2 separate regions of the Mus musculus genome follow, and region 2 is linked to region 1. The links are chromatin contacts, called in public HiChIP or PLAC-seq maps. All regions are on one chromosome and are shown on one strand. Each heading gives the region's core, a stretch centred on a gene start, on an enhancer-like site or on the middle of the called end of the contact. The rest is flanking DNA. Distances are from core to core; before and after follow the strand shown. Region 1 has its middle 33 kb from the start of 5930403N24Rik. Region 2 has its middle 46 kb from the start of Gm31330.

Region 1 (7,426 bases), core at 1,816-4,315:
ATGAAGGCAAAGAGCAAGATCTTCCTTTTCCATGTCCTTATGTAGGCTCCCAGCCGAAGGTATGGCCCAGATTAAATGTGACTCTTCCCAGCCTCAAGATCCACATCAAATGTATGTCTTTCTACCTCAAAAGTCACCCTCTTCAAATCAAACACAAAATCTTTCACAGGTGTGCCCTCCATTTCTGTATTGTAGTGCTTTCCAGATATAGTCAAGGTGATAACCAACACTGGCCATGGTAGGGAAGTTTTGGAGGTGTGGCCAATTGGAGGACGTATGTTGCTGGATGTAGGCTTTGAGAGTTTACAAGACTTGTGCCACTTCCAGTTTGCTCTCCCTGCCTCAAGTGTGAGGTAAATGATGTGATCGCCCCACTTCCTCTCCTGATATCCATACTGCCTCCTGTCATACTTCTCTGTTGTTATGGATTCTAATTCTCTGAAACCATAGGCTCAAATGAACTCTTCCTTTTATAAGTTACCTTGGTCACAGTATTTTATTGCAACAACAGAAAAACAACTAACATAGCAACAAATAAATATTGACAGAAATTCCCAATCTGTCTTGGCCTGGCCTTCAGCAGAGTTACAACCAAATTAAAATAGGAAACAAGCATCGGAAGCTGCACACAGGTAAATAAAGCTTCCAGCCCCATTTCCCAGGGCTGGGAGATCACCTTCCACCCACTGCCACTGTCAAGACTCTTGGACTGGGTGGGCCACTTTCACTTCCAGCATCATATTCTATAGTGAGCTAAAGGAAAAAGACAGATGTGTTTTCATAATTTTTATAATTGTATGTTGCCTGGGCATCCCATTCTGAATACAAGTTGGACCTTCTCCTAGTCTGATTTGAAGAACTTTCCAGTTCTCAACATTTTTCAGGTTCTCAAGGTAGTCCTGGAGGCCATTCACTGTGAAATGGGAGAGGAAACAGGAGTTTGAAGGTACAGGCCGTGGATACAGGAAGGCATAGCTTGTAGGAGCATGAGGTGGCCACGTGCACTACAGAGGCAGGCAGGAAGCAGCCAGCTATTTGGAGATCTCCCTAGAACCTTAAACAATGCAATGTTATATGTATGAATAAGCTGCAAAGACAACAAACACTTCTATGTAAAACTTGAAGGCAAGGAAAACTTTTTACCTAACAACATCAATCTTCTCTCCCCTAGAAATCCATGAATAAGTTACCAAACTAAGATTCACATTTTATTTCCATTCCTCCACAGTTACTGCCTCTGTTCATAGGTATTGTATACTTGCTGATTTCTTGTCCTCCTTAAAGTTCTAAGAAATCCTTTTCTTTAAGTCAAGCAAAGGTAACTAGATGTGGCCAGAGTGTACATCATATCACGGGTCTTTCTCCTGGTTTCTTTCATTTCTCTGTGCAGGAGCACAGAATTCAGGAATGGCTGCTGAACCCTGGGAAAAAGCATTTTCTGTTTCAACTTGTGTAGCTTTTTAATCGGCTTCTTGCCTCCAAGCCTGGGAGAGCTCAATGCAATCTATCCAAGTGCAGGGTGGTGGGGGCGTCAGCTCCCTAGTGCTGGTGGTTCCCACGGAGCTGGACCCATGCCTGGTTGCTCCTGGGAATTGTGCTGTGGCCAGTGCAGCTGTGGTCCTCCTTAAGTGGTGGCCAAGAAAAGTCCCTTTCTATGAGCTGCCCTTTTAGCCATAGACACAGAGGCACCAAGGACATTGTAGGGGGATTCAAATGGTCCCTGCCCCATAAGCATAACCTCCTGAGGTTGTCTTTCCTCTTTGCCGTAGGCTGGCCTGCAGTTCCCATAGGTTACAGAAGACTTTAGAGTTAAGTTTGTGTTCCCTTCAGGCACAGCACTCTCACTCCCAAGGAGGAAAAGAGAAAGATTTCAGCATAGAAAAATAGAAAATAGGCCTCCTTTGTCCTCTTGGCAGAAGAGCTGAAGCAAGACAGGAGAGCCTGTGTTGAATCTGTTGCTTCAGCCTGTGCCTGCCACGCCTTTAATTTTTCAGTGGCACTGACCTCCACTTGCAGAATGAGGTTCTAACCAGATGGTCCCTTAAAGCCTTTCCTCACCTCACATTCTGTGGTTTTGTTTCTGTTTCCCTCCAAGGGCTGAATGAGAATGCACACATTCCAAATTAAACGCCGAGGAGTAAGCTCCAAGGAGTACCTGGAGGTCAAAGACAGATGTTACTCATCTTTTAGAGGACTTTTCGGGGGAAAATAAACTACGAGTAAAGTCTAGTAGATAAAACTGATCCTGGTTTGTCCATGAAATTTGGAAGCTGTCCCCTGAAGTTAGGCAGGGGTCTCCCGTGGTCGTAAATGAAGTGTTAAAATGGTAACTTCGAGGCTAAGCTGCCCCTGTCACTGCTTTGATTGCTTATTTTTGGTCTCATGTAGCTGAGGATGGCCTGCAACTTCAGGTTATCTGCCTGAGCTTCCGCTTGAACAAGCAAAAGTTCCCTACTAGAAAGATCGGGGCACAGGTTGGAAGTAAATCAATTAAAAATAAAAAGCAAAGCAAACAAACAACACTGGGGTTTTGTTTGTTTGTTTGGTTGGTTGGTTTGGTTTTTTTTAATTTCTGCTTTTGTGGTAGGGGAGGATAATGTCTCATTATGACTATCTATGACTAAGTATGACTATCCCTCCTAACATACACTGGCTCTTGGCTCTTGGTTAGACTGGTCTATCTTGTCCAGCTCCTGACTATTAGGAATATACTGCCAATCATTATGTGAAGAAAAGGGGAGTCATGGAGATGCTTGGCAGGGGTTGGCATCTATATGGTCATGTGTGTGGTTTGGACTGAAATCCCATAATATCCCTAATATCCCCAGGCAGTTTAATTCTGTAGCGGGACTAACATGAATAATTAAACAGAGCAAAGATGTGACAACATTGTGCTTAGGGTACAACACAGCTGTGATTTCAGGGGCTCAGGAAAGAAGAGGAACTGGGGGCATCTGTCACCTCAGAAACATGCTTATAACAAATGATGATTTAGCAGACTCACAAAATACTGTAAAACAGAGGCTACAGGGTGTGCCCTGTTAAGAGAGAGGGCTGCCAAGTTGCCATGGAATTGTTGATCAAGTCATGGCTATGGGCATCTTACAAACTGAAATTCTGTGCCATGGTGGGTCATCCACAATGCCTTCTTTCTAACTGAAAATTGGATACATTTTAAAATAACTGCTGACAGCCTACAGAAGGGAAAAGAACTGAAGGCTATGTGTGTATTGAACGTAATAGGAATTGCACACGTATGAAAGAACCCCTCCCCCCTTGCCTCCTCTTATTGGGAAAGGCTTAAAAAGTAATGAGAGTGTGAAGGAGTTTCTGATTTTCTGATGCTAGACTCTGGGATTTCTGTTGCGAAAGGATTCTCTTTGCTTTGATCCGGGATGTGATGGCTTTTTGTTCTGCAGCAGTACAGGGATGCTTTTCAATGGCTTCCTCCCTCCCCAGTGGCATTCAGTCCTGAAGAAGATTTGCATAGCAAGCATGATCTGCTTAGCCAGTGCGAAGTGGAGCAGGTTAAGCTCTGGAATAATTTTGCTGCCAGTAAAGATGATCACAGGTCTAAATGTTACAGACCTTTGAAGCCGAGGCCTCAGTCACATAAGCGATCCCGGATGTAATTCTACAGAGCACTGCAATTGATGTCGTTTGTATGCTTTGACTTCTAGTCTCCAAGAAGAATTGTTAATTTGTGCTGTCGTTCTGTCATTTGACTACATTTGTAGAATTTTTGAGGGTTTTTTGGGGGGGGTGCTTTTCTCAGTTTAGGGGCTGGGTGTTATATCTCAGAGACTGCAGTGTTTAATTAGAATCTGTAAAGTCCAGAATTTGATTCCCAGAATTTGCAAATGACAACAGATTGTTTTACAATGACACCCCCTACCCCAAATTTTTAGCATGGTCAATTCATGTAGTTTAAATTCGTAAACATCCCAGGGCTAAGGGTGTAGTATTATTGGAAAACTGGATTTGGTGGGTAGACCAGTTAGTTTTCACTGTCAACTTGACACGAACTAGAAGGGAAGAGATTTTTTTTAAAGAGAGGAGTTATCTAGTTATTTAGATCAGGTTCACATGCAGGCAAGACAGAAGGGGGTGGGGGGTGGGGTGGGCAAGAGGATGGGGGACAGGGAGGGGAGAATCTTGTTAACTGAGGTAGGCAGACAGAGCCCACAATGGGCAGTTTTATTCACTAGCAGGGATGTCCTCAACAGTAAAAGAGAGGAGAAAGCCTTCTGACAAAGCAAGCAAGAATGCATTCATCCTCTTTGCTCTAGACTGGATATTCTGTGACTTGCTGCTTCATTTCCTGCCTTTAGTTCCCAGAAACGATGGGCTGTGTCTTCCCACTAAAAACCATTCCTCCCTTGTGTCGCATTTTTTCAGAGCATGTATCACAGCAACAGAAATAAACTGGAACCACAACACATGTGCACATGCACACAGTCTCAATCTTCAGTAGGTAGAGGCAGCAGGATCAAAGTTCAAGGCCATGCTTGAGTTCAAGACTAGCCTGAGCTACAGGAGATCCTCTCAAAAAGAAAGAAAGAAAGAGAGAGGGGGGGGAGGGAGAGGGGAGGGGAGGGGAGGAGGGGGGAGGGGAGGGGAGGGAAGGGAAAGAAGGAAGGAAGGAAGGAAGGAAGGAAGGAAGGAAGGAAGGAAGAGAAAGGAAGGAAGGAAGGAAGGAAGGAAGGAAGGAAGGAAGGAAGGAAGGAAGGAAGGAAGAGAAAGGAAGGAAGGAAGGAAGGAAGGAAGGAAGGAAGGAAGGAAGAGAAAGGAAGGAAGGAAGGAAGGAAGGAAGGAAGGAAGGAAGGAAGAGAAAGGAAGGAAGGAAGGAAGGAAGGAAGGAAAGAAGGAAGGAAGGAAGGAAGAGAAAGGAAGGAAGGAAGGAAGGAAGGAAGGAAGGAAGGAAGAGAAAGGAAGGAAGGAAGGAAGAAAGAAAGAAAGAAAGAAAGAAAGAAAGAAAGAAAGAAAGAAAGAAGGAAGGAAGGAAAGAGCCGGTGTTGGTGGCGCACGCCTTTAATCCCAGCACTCGAGAGGCAGAGGCAGGCGGATTTCTGAGTTCGAGGCTAGCCTGGTCTACAGAGTGAGTTCCAGGACAGCCAGGGTTATAAAGAGAAACCCTGTCTCGGAAAACCAAAAAAAAAAAAAAAGAAGGAAAGAGAAAAAGAAAGAAGAAAAGGTAGGAAAGGAGAATAATATTAATATTTGTCATGTTTCAAAAGTTTATGATTTTTTTCCCTTTCTTTCCTTTCTGAAACATGAGAAATATTATTTCAACTCTTAATCTTTGGGAGTTTGCATTACTTTTCTGTCTCCTCTCTTGACCCCTTTCCCTCTTTGTCTGCTGATAAATGTTCTACTTAGAACTTGCACCTCTTTTTGGCCATAGGTATCCTCTACTGTCCAGTGTCCTCAGATTGGTTTTGTAGTGGCTCACAGTTTGCAGGAGTCCAGTCCCAAAGCACCTTCCTCTGCAAACTTTGGTGGCTCTCTGGAGGTCGGCTGAGGAGGCCAGTGAGTGCCTGCACAGCCCTTTCCCTCTGACCACTCTGCATGGAGTTGTTCTTTCCACTTTCTCCCTCTCCCTCTGTCCATCCCATCTTCCAAGCCCTGCACTGGTCTTCCATCCACATAGTAAGGGCTGTGTGTGCTGGAGCCTCGTGGCTCACCTTGCACTATTACCTGCCCTGTGCCTGTGTGCTCTTACTTGGTTTCCCTGTCTGAAGAGTCTCAACTTTATTATCCATAAAAATGCTTTATTTCAAGCAAACATTTTTTTTTTTTTGTTTCTGGTGTCTTCATAATTTACTTTACTTCAGTTTCTGCCATCAGGTTTTTCTCATCTTTCTTTAGCTTCACTTTTTGTTTACTTACAGGTAACGTTAGGATAAATGTCCCAGATGTTTTCATAAACTTACTGATGTTCTGGGTTATGTATTAGAGCAGTGATTCTAAACCTGCAGGTCCTGACCTCTGGGGAGACGGGGGGATCCAACAACCCCATCACAGGGGTCACCTAAGATCATCAGAAATCACAGATATTTACATTATGATTTATAACAGTAGCAAAAATTACAGTTATTAAGTGGCAACAAAATAATATTATGGTTGGGAGTCAGCACAACATGAGGAACCATATTAAAGTGTCATAGCATTAAAATGTTCAGAACTATTAGTTTAGAGTATGATCACCGGGGACAGAGTGCATGGGTCCAATTCCATCTCTGATCTATGTCCTATGAGCTGCTTAGGCTCTTGGAGCCTCAGTCTCTCGTCTGTTAACTCAGGTCTTGCTTGATTGGCTGTTGTGTGGATAGAATGAGTCAGTTTTCACAAAGTTATTAAAGTAAGTCTCATCAAGGCTGACACTTTCAACATGTCAGCCTTGTCCCCTCACAGCCAATGAAGGCTTATGGTCCAACTTTTTATCTTTGTCCTAATGTTCTTCATTCCTGTGAGGCCCAGAAACAGGCATTTGGACATAGAAGTTGCTCAGTAAATATTTGTACAAATAGTCTAGACAGTGCTGAAAGCAAGCCTCATCCCATGGATTTGGAACTTGACAATTTTCTTAGAACAGACCAAGACCCAGCCATATAGCTTCTGCTAATACTGACCCCTAACAGAGCACCTATGATGTGGTAAGTGCTCTGAAAATAAATTGCCAAACTTCTCAATGTTTAACTTAGAAACTCTCAGGTCCCAATGAAATAAAGATAAAATTTATCTTAGAAATACTTTCTCTTATTAGTAAAACTATATATAAAATCATGCACTGACTAGTGGTGAGAACATGTTCTCAGTGATTTATCAGGCAATTTCATCTTTGTATGAACAGTATAGAGTGTTTGCATGAAACAGACAACAATGGCTGATATCACAGGGGGTCTCCTCTTACTCAACATCATATATGGCCTGTTGTTAAGTGAATGCATGAATGTATGTAGCATGACTAGATATATAACTTCACATACAAAGTACACATGTATAAAGCATAATAGATCCAGAAAGTGTATATAGTATGCAATTTCATATATTATATGCACATACATGAGCACATGAAAATTTAAAACAAAATACATGCAATTATGGCACTAAAATATCCATTCAATATATTTTCAGACTTTTCTATACATTATGTACATATTTAGAAATAATAAAAAGATCATGCCATGATTGATAGTTTAGGAACTCCATTCAGACTGAGCACAACCTTTCCTCAGCATGGTGTTGCCCAGGAGGGACCTACTCTGTGCAGTGAACCAGGAGCTCACATAGGAGGGACGTTCTCTGGGCAGTGAACCAGATTGCCCAAGAGGGATCTACTTTGTGCAGTGCACCAGGAGATCTGACAGAGGACCTACTCTGTGCAGTGGACCAGATTGCACGGGTGTGACCTACTCTGTGTAGT
Region 2 (7,426 bases), core at 3,102-5,601, 310 kb after region 1:
ATGTATATGTAGAAACTTATTCATAAAAGCAGACCCATAGCACACCATTATCTTTTGTTAAATATAAGCAACAGTGTTAAAAACCTTCTTCATTTTTATGGACAACTATCCCAATTGTGCATGGTCAGTTACAGTATCACGTACGTAACTGACCTGCACACTGAGTTCTGTACTTGTGTGTAACTGTGCTGTGAAATTTAAAAATGAGATATTTTAATAATATTACCATAGGAAGAAACCAATAAAAAATTAAAGAGGACAGTTTCAGATTTCTAAAAAGGGTTAATGAAACTATTTATCATACATCTTCTTGTGTTAAAATTTCCTTATGTGCTTCATTAGTATTTCCAAGTCATTATCTACTATCCAGTCAGTAATAATGCCTGCCAGAGTTGGACCTTTATCTCTGACTTTGTTGCACTTTTGGCATGAAAGACCCATATGCAGAACAAGTAGAAATACGAATCTCATATGAACTTTTACCCCATTCTAGTAATTGCAGAGTGAGTGTTTCATTAAGAATGCTAGGGAAGATCATTTTTTATAATTTTAATTGAAGGATTCCTGATAGGATGATACATTTAAACATTTATTTCCCAAATGTTCTTGTTTGTTTGTTCTTTGAGAGATCACAGAGATTTCAGGAGGTATGTGGCCTCCTTGAAAAAAAAATAGCCATTGGTGTGTGTTATTAAAACCTGGCATACCTCAGGATGACCTCAGCTTCTTCACCACTGACCCAGCTGCTTCATGATTCTACTACCTCACTCTTGCCTTCTCTACCACGATAGTCCATAAGCTCTTATGCCGAGATCAAAACAAACCCTTCTCATCTTACATTACTTCTTTCAAGTGATAAGAAAATACCAAAACAACCCAACAAGGCAAGATGTCCAAATCATCATACATATGAAGCAGGAAGAATAACTAGGAGACTAGGAGAAGGCAACGGTGACAGCATCTAAGAGGTAAATATAAGGGGAATCCCACTGGAATAGTATAAATTATGAGAGCCAAACATATTTTACAACCAGAGTCAAAAAAATCATATGATTCCTAGGGCTGGCAGGGATCATGACCTGTGCCACAGTAAGGCCTCTGGCACTCTGAAGAGTAAACAAGAGCTCAGAGTGACTCATGGCTTTGCTGTCATGTTAAAAGTTAATATTCTCTTTTGTTTCCACTGTCAAGATTTAGGGATATCTGTGTCATCACAGTACATTTCAAGTTCAAATAAAGAGCATTCCAATGGCTACACCCAGGGAAAGGACAGTGCCGTGTTATGACAAAGCTTTTGAAGCAATCTGAAATCAATGCCTATCTGAACATTAGTGAGAGTGGCAGGTGAGCATGGATACATAACATACAAAAGGAACTGGGGATATGCAGGTACCAAATAGCTTGTTTTAAAGTGTGAACCAACAGAGTGCTGCTTTAGATGTGAGTCCAGAGGACTTTCTGAGCTTGAAGCATTCACTTGCTTTTGATGCTATAGTGTTTCAGCAGACAGCAATCAGGGATGGAGTTTTGAAATCCATGTGTGAGAGCTATGGAGAGTCATGGTCTAGACTCCCAGAAGGAAGTTTCTGTGGAGAGCTGGAGACAAAGGGAGACTGCCACAAGGCAAAGATACACTGCTGGAGTCTTCAGTTACTTTTGGTGGGCTCCTGTGAGACAATATGGGTAAGGTGTTACTTTAAAGGTGCATGGTGTCTGGAGGAACAGGTAACATTAGAAAGAGATTAGCAGTCCTTGGGGATGCTCAGGACTATCCAACTCCTCCTCTTCCTCTTCCTCTTTCTCCTCCTCCTCCCCCTTCTTCTTCCTGATGAGAACATGATGGGAATCACTTACAAGTGAGAGTTTAAAATTCATATAAAGGCTTAAATTTTTCTTAGTATTTGAAGAGATACCAGAGAATAAAATTGCTGACAGTAGGGTCGTTGCAGTGACAGAATCTAGGTCGTGCCTTTCTCTGTTGAGCTGACACTTGCCTTCCAAGAAGGATGGTCTTAGCTTTGTTAATCATTCCAGAACATTCACATTAAAGAATTTTAACAAACAATCATTGATTACTTTTTCTGATTAAAAAAAAATGTTGCTATCCCCAACTGTACATTTTATAGTTTATCTCTTAAGTTAGTTTCCTTAGCACTAGATATTTTTTTCTCATACATTTTTCCAATTGTAGATGTGATAAGGCCATTCTCCCTTTACATAACTAAACCAAAAGTTAATATTATCATTCTACTTATGAAGAATACATGATTGTCCCATCTAAAGCTATATTAGACAGCAATTATTTTGGTATTTTATGACTTTTTAAGGAAAATTTAAAGAAAACTCCCATTTTTAATATTATTTTCTTAAATTTATTATTTTTTTCTGGAATGGAGGAAGAAAAGGAAAACTGATAATTCTGCCCTCTGACCTGACAGCTTGGATTATAATTTTAAAACTTGTTTCCTACCCTTGAATCATAACCCAGTGAAATTCTTTTTAAACAATTCAGTGTCTTAAGTTCTAAATCTATTTATATTTATTTTTAAACATGTGTATGCATGTGTGTGTGTGGGTATCTGAAGAAGCCAAAAACCAGCATTGGAGCCCCGAGAGTTGGTCTTACAAATGGTGGCATACTGCATGCCATGGCTGCTGGGAGTTAAACTCTGTAAGAGAATCAAGGGAGATAAGCCTCTTGGCCATTTTCCCAGCCTCCAATTTAAAAAGTTTTGTATAGATTATCTAAGACAAAGTTTGGCTTTAGATATTACAATCTATTAAAGTTTGTGAGCCCAGTCTGGTGTGTGGGTGGTTTGTACACAAATAAGGAATCAGAAATGGTGTTTACATTTTAAAATGTAAGAAAAACAACAAACAAAAGAAAAGGAAAGAAATTGCTACTGAGATTGTTTATGTCGCACCAACTCTAAAATATTTACTATTGGATTGTGACCAGCAGTAGATAATGAATCCCAGAACTAAAGGATTCTGCAACAGATTTTCTTTGAATTCCCTTCTTAATGCTGTTTTCTCCCTGTTCCCACCTATGGATTTTGCTGTTGTTTATTTGTAAAGTGTCTTCGTGAAGCATGGCTTTGCTTGGGTTAACAAACCAACAAATGTGATACCAATCATCTATAGGAAAAGCTTCATCTTTTGCCTCTGTTTCAGAACAATAATAACAGCAGCATTTCACATCTAACCTCTAACCTTTATGCTAGGTAGAAGTCACCTACTTGGTTTTCAAATGGTCTTGCTCCGCATCCCATTCTCATTAGTTATTGCCTTACCTTTGGGCTGTACTGTTTTCTTTTCTTCCGTTAATGGAGCAATTTCCCTGCCCTGATTTTAAATTGAACCTCATTCTCTGGTGCTGTAATTAATCTATAATATAGACTCAATTCAAACATAACCCTCCTTGGTGAGGGTAAGGGAAAGCATGTAGACTGAGGTGTTGACGTGGCTAATTCTAAAAGCGAAGAAACCAGGTTGGGAAGAAATTCTTTCACAGGAAGAAGGATGACATGATTGGGACAGAAGTTGAGGAATTAGGTCATTGGAGTAAAAGCCCTTGGCTTTTACAATGATGGTAAAGCAAGCAAGCCATGGTAATGGATAGTAGAGATCTGTTCTGTGTTGGCTTTTCACTCATGTAAAATTGGGCACGTGAAAATCATCCTTCTCCTGCTCTGCCCACCCACTCATGTGACCAGCAGTTATTTTCCCTTTACATGGGCTCCTGCTAACATTCTGGCACAAAATAACTTACCTTTGTTTGTGCCATTTCAGGCAGGGAAATTGCTCCATTAACGGAAGAAAAGAAAACAGTACAGCCCAAAGGTAAGGCAATAACTAATGAGAATGGGATGCGGAGCAAGACCATTTGAAAACCAAGTAGGTCAGGTTAAGGTTGTCATCTGTTACCAGACCTCCGCAGGTATAGATGGCTTTAACTTGAAGCTTTGGTATTGTCCTTTCTCACTAAAGAAAACAAAACAAAACAATAGCACAACAATGAAACCCTTTAAAATAAAATCAAATAAACAACCACTCCTTCCAAAAAATCCTAAGAATATTTTATGTATCTATTTATCCATTACTTTTTATTTATGAACTAGTTTCATTCTAGTTCATTCCATTTACAGTCTTGTTTATGGATCAATTACGTTTCATTTAACAACAATCAATGTAGAAAATAGAGAAACAAAGGACTCAGGCAATAATCTTCACATAAGCATGCAGAGATTGGACAGGTTCCTTAAAAATCCCTGAGGAGTTTGTGGGAAAACACAGTTAACCACAAAGCCATTCCTGGAATATTTCCGCTTGTCTGGCTCTGGATGATTCTTGGTTGTCACATGGCCGTGTTTCCTTGATCAGGGGCCACTTCCCATGGTGCCGGACACAGCTCTCCAGCTGACCTCTGAGGAATGGTGACACTAACTTCCTGACTCCTAGCTAGCAATATCTTTGATCTGTCTTTTAAAGAAGCAAATCTCAGAGAATAGACACTCAGGGAAAGAAAGGAAGGAGAAGGTTTTTAACAAAATAAAAAGGGGAAGCAGTTTCTGATTTTCCCCATTTATTCTGGATCAGCTTTTGAATATAGAAAGGTATTGTCCCAGGATGCATGTTTAGCAAATCAGCTATTCATGCTGGATCAGTGAAATGGGGCCAATTCTGTCTCCAGGTAACATTTACAGAATGAAACAGAACCAAATTCAAGTATTTTAAAAACTAACTAACTCTCTCTCTCTCTCTCTCTCTCTCTCTCTCTCTCTCTCTCTCTCTCTCACACACACACACACACACACACACACACACACACACACACACCCTCGAGTGCACATATATTGAATACTTTGTGTCCAAGATGAGTGGTCACCTCATCCAATCCAAACCATGGAGAATCTTCAGAAGGTAGCCAAAGTGGTAGGCCTTCCAGATTGGAATTTCAGGTGATATATTCCTACCTAACTGCATACTCAGTACTTTAACAAACGCAGTCTTACAAATATGCTAACAAACTCAATTGGCCTGGGAAGCTTTGCTTCTTTAGTCATCATGTTGTGTCAATCTTGTTATAAAAGGAAAACTCAAGAACAAGTGGGCGTCAGTGGGAGTCAGTGATACCAGAACATGATGTAATACTCAAGGAGGCCTCCAAATAAGGCTGCTTGGGACAGTCATTCAGGATTAAGTTGTTTGAAACAAATAGTCGGTATGCTTTGATTCTTCCTAAGATCCAAAATCTATCTAAATATATAAATAAAAAAATTATGAAGAAATGTCAACATGAATGCATGAATGTATTTACCTTAGTTTTTAGGCTCTGTCCATCAGAGGACAGCCTGTTCCCTGACATGTGTGTGCCTGCCTTTGGATTCCACAACACATTCCAGGAAAATGATATCCTAACTGGCTTGGCTGTTTACTCTGATGAGAGATTACTTGAACCTCATTTCTGTCCTCTTCAGTTTGTTTACGTTAAAGCAAAACATTCTCACACAGGAAAGGACTCCGTAATCTTTCTTAGTGGTGGAAAGCTTCTCTTTCCAGGGTCAGCAATTTTGTGTCTGTAAAGTTAATTAACAGGAGCTTGGAGACCCGTCCTTCAGGCTTCATGTCTGCATCCATGATCTTTGGCAAGGACAGAGCACTACCTCAGACATGGGATGAGATGTGCCAGTAATGGAAGCCTAACTATAATGGTGTTTTCAGCTTGCTTTCTTGTGATACCATAGAAGTTCTAATCACAATCATGTTTGAGGATCTAAGAGAATCCTCTGTGGGGAAAAAAGTAGAATAATTTAGAATTAAAATCTTTACCCAGTTGCTGGGACATCTTACCTTTCCTCCACCATCCTTGCTGTGATGGAAAACCTTTCACATCAGAAGAGATCAGTGCCAATCATTAGATAAGGTGGATCAGTTATTGTAGTTTGTAAGCTTCAACCATTCAGAAACATTATTTTAGATTGGCAGCCTGCTTCACTCAAAGCAAGAGCTAACTGATTGACACAGTTTCAGTCTACTTTAAGAGTAATGTTTCAGAGGATTGGCTTTTGCTAAATGAACACTTACCTCCGCTGTGGTAGTCACTAAACACTTTTTGTGGCCATGGAGCACTGACACTGTAGTTTTGCTGAACCATGATGTGTTATATAGTGTAGGCTGCATGTGGGACTTTAAAGACAGTTGAAACAATATTTGTACATAAGTGGTTAAGCTATAAATGTTAAGAAACTTTATTTCACTCTTACCTTTTTACTTTGCTAAACACGAGTGAATTTTAATCAGCAATAAGTCTAAATTCTATATCGAAATTCCTTCTTTTCCCCCTCCCCCTCCTCCTTCCTCCTCCCCCTCCCTTCTCTATCCATTTCTATCTCCTTGTACTAAGGTCAAATCTAAGTGGATTAAGGAACTCCACATAAAACCAGAGACACTGAAACTTATAGAGGAGAAAGTAGGAAAAAGCCTTGAAGATATGGGTACAGGGGAAAAAGTCCTGAATAGAACAGCAATGGCTTGTTCTGTAAGATTGAGAATTGATAAATGGAACCTCATAAAACTGCAAAGCTTCTGCAAGGCAAAAGACACTGTCGATAAGACAAAAAGACCACCAACAGATTGGGAAAGGATCTTTACCTATCCCAAATCGGATAGGGGACTAATATCCAATATATATAAAGAACTCAAGAAGGTGGACTCCAGAAAATCAAATAACCTCATTAAAAAATGGGGCTCAGAGCTGAACAAAGAATTCTCACCTGAGGAATACCGAATGGCTGGGAAGCACCTGAAAAAATGTCAACATCCTTAATCATCAGGGAAATGCAAATCAAAACAACCCTGAGATTCCACTTCACTCCAGTCAGAATGGTTAAGATCAAAAATTCAGGTGACAGCAGATGCTGGCGAGGATTTGGAGAAAGAGGAACACTCCTCCATTGTTGGTGGGATTGCAAGCTTGTACAATCACTCTGGAAATCAGTCTGGCAGTTCCTCAGAAAATTGGACATAGTACTACCGGAGGATCCCGCAATACCTCTCCTGGCCATATATCCAGAAGATGTCCCAACCGGTAAGAAGGACACATGCTCCACTATGTTCATAGCAGCCTTATTTATAATAGCCAGAAGCTGGAAAGAACCCAGATGCCCCTCAACAGAGGAATGGATACAGAAAATGTGGTACATTTACACAATGGAGTACTACTCAGCTATTAAAAGAATGAATTTATGAAATTCCTAGGCAAATGGATGGACCTTGCGGGAATCATCCTGAGTGTGGTAATCACATCACAAAGGAACTCACACAATATGTACTCACTGATAAGTGGATATTAGCCCAGAAACTTAGGATACCCAAGATATAAGATACAATTTGCTAAATGCATGAAATTCAAGAACGAAGACCA

The links. HiChIP or PLAC-seq counts read pairs in DNA pulled down with a chosen protein or histone mark.
Region 2: a CTCF HiChIP or PLAC-seq map of the NIH/3T3 cell line shows a contact between it and region 1, with 8 read pairs. The contact joins two enhancer-like sites.

The regions. Positions count from the first base shown.
Region 1 is chr10:37,169,071-37,176,496 of GRCm38.p6, forward strand. No RefSeq gene overlaps it. Among named protein-coding and RNA genes, the nearest start is that of 5930403N24Rik, 33 kb to the left of the region's middle. Within about 2 kb of position 3,066, at least 14 of the 459 cell types and tissues checked have an H3K27ac peak or open chromatin away from gene starts, as enhancers often do. A contact at or near this core is called in the NIH/3T3 cell line, where this site is marked.
Region 2 is chr10:37,479,375-37,486,800 of GRCm38.p6, forward strand. No RefSeq gene overlaps it. Among named protein-coding and RNA genes, the nearest start is that of Gm31330, 46 kb to the left of the region's middle. Within about 2 kb of position 4,352, at least 34 of the 459 cell types and tissues checked have an H3K27ac peak or open chromatin away from gene starts, as enhancers often do. A contact at or near this core is called in the NIH/3T3 cell line, where this site is marked.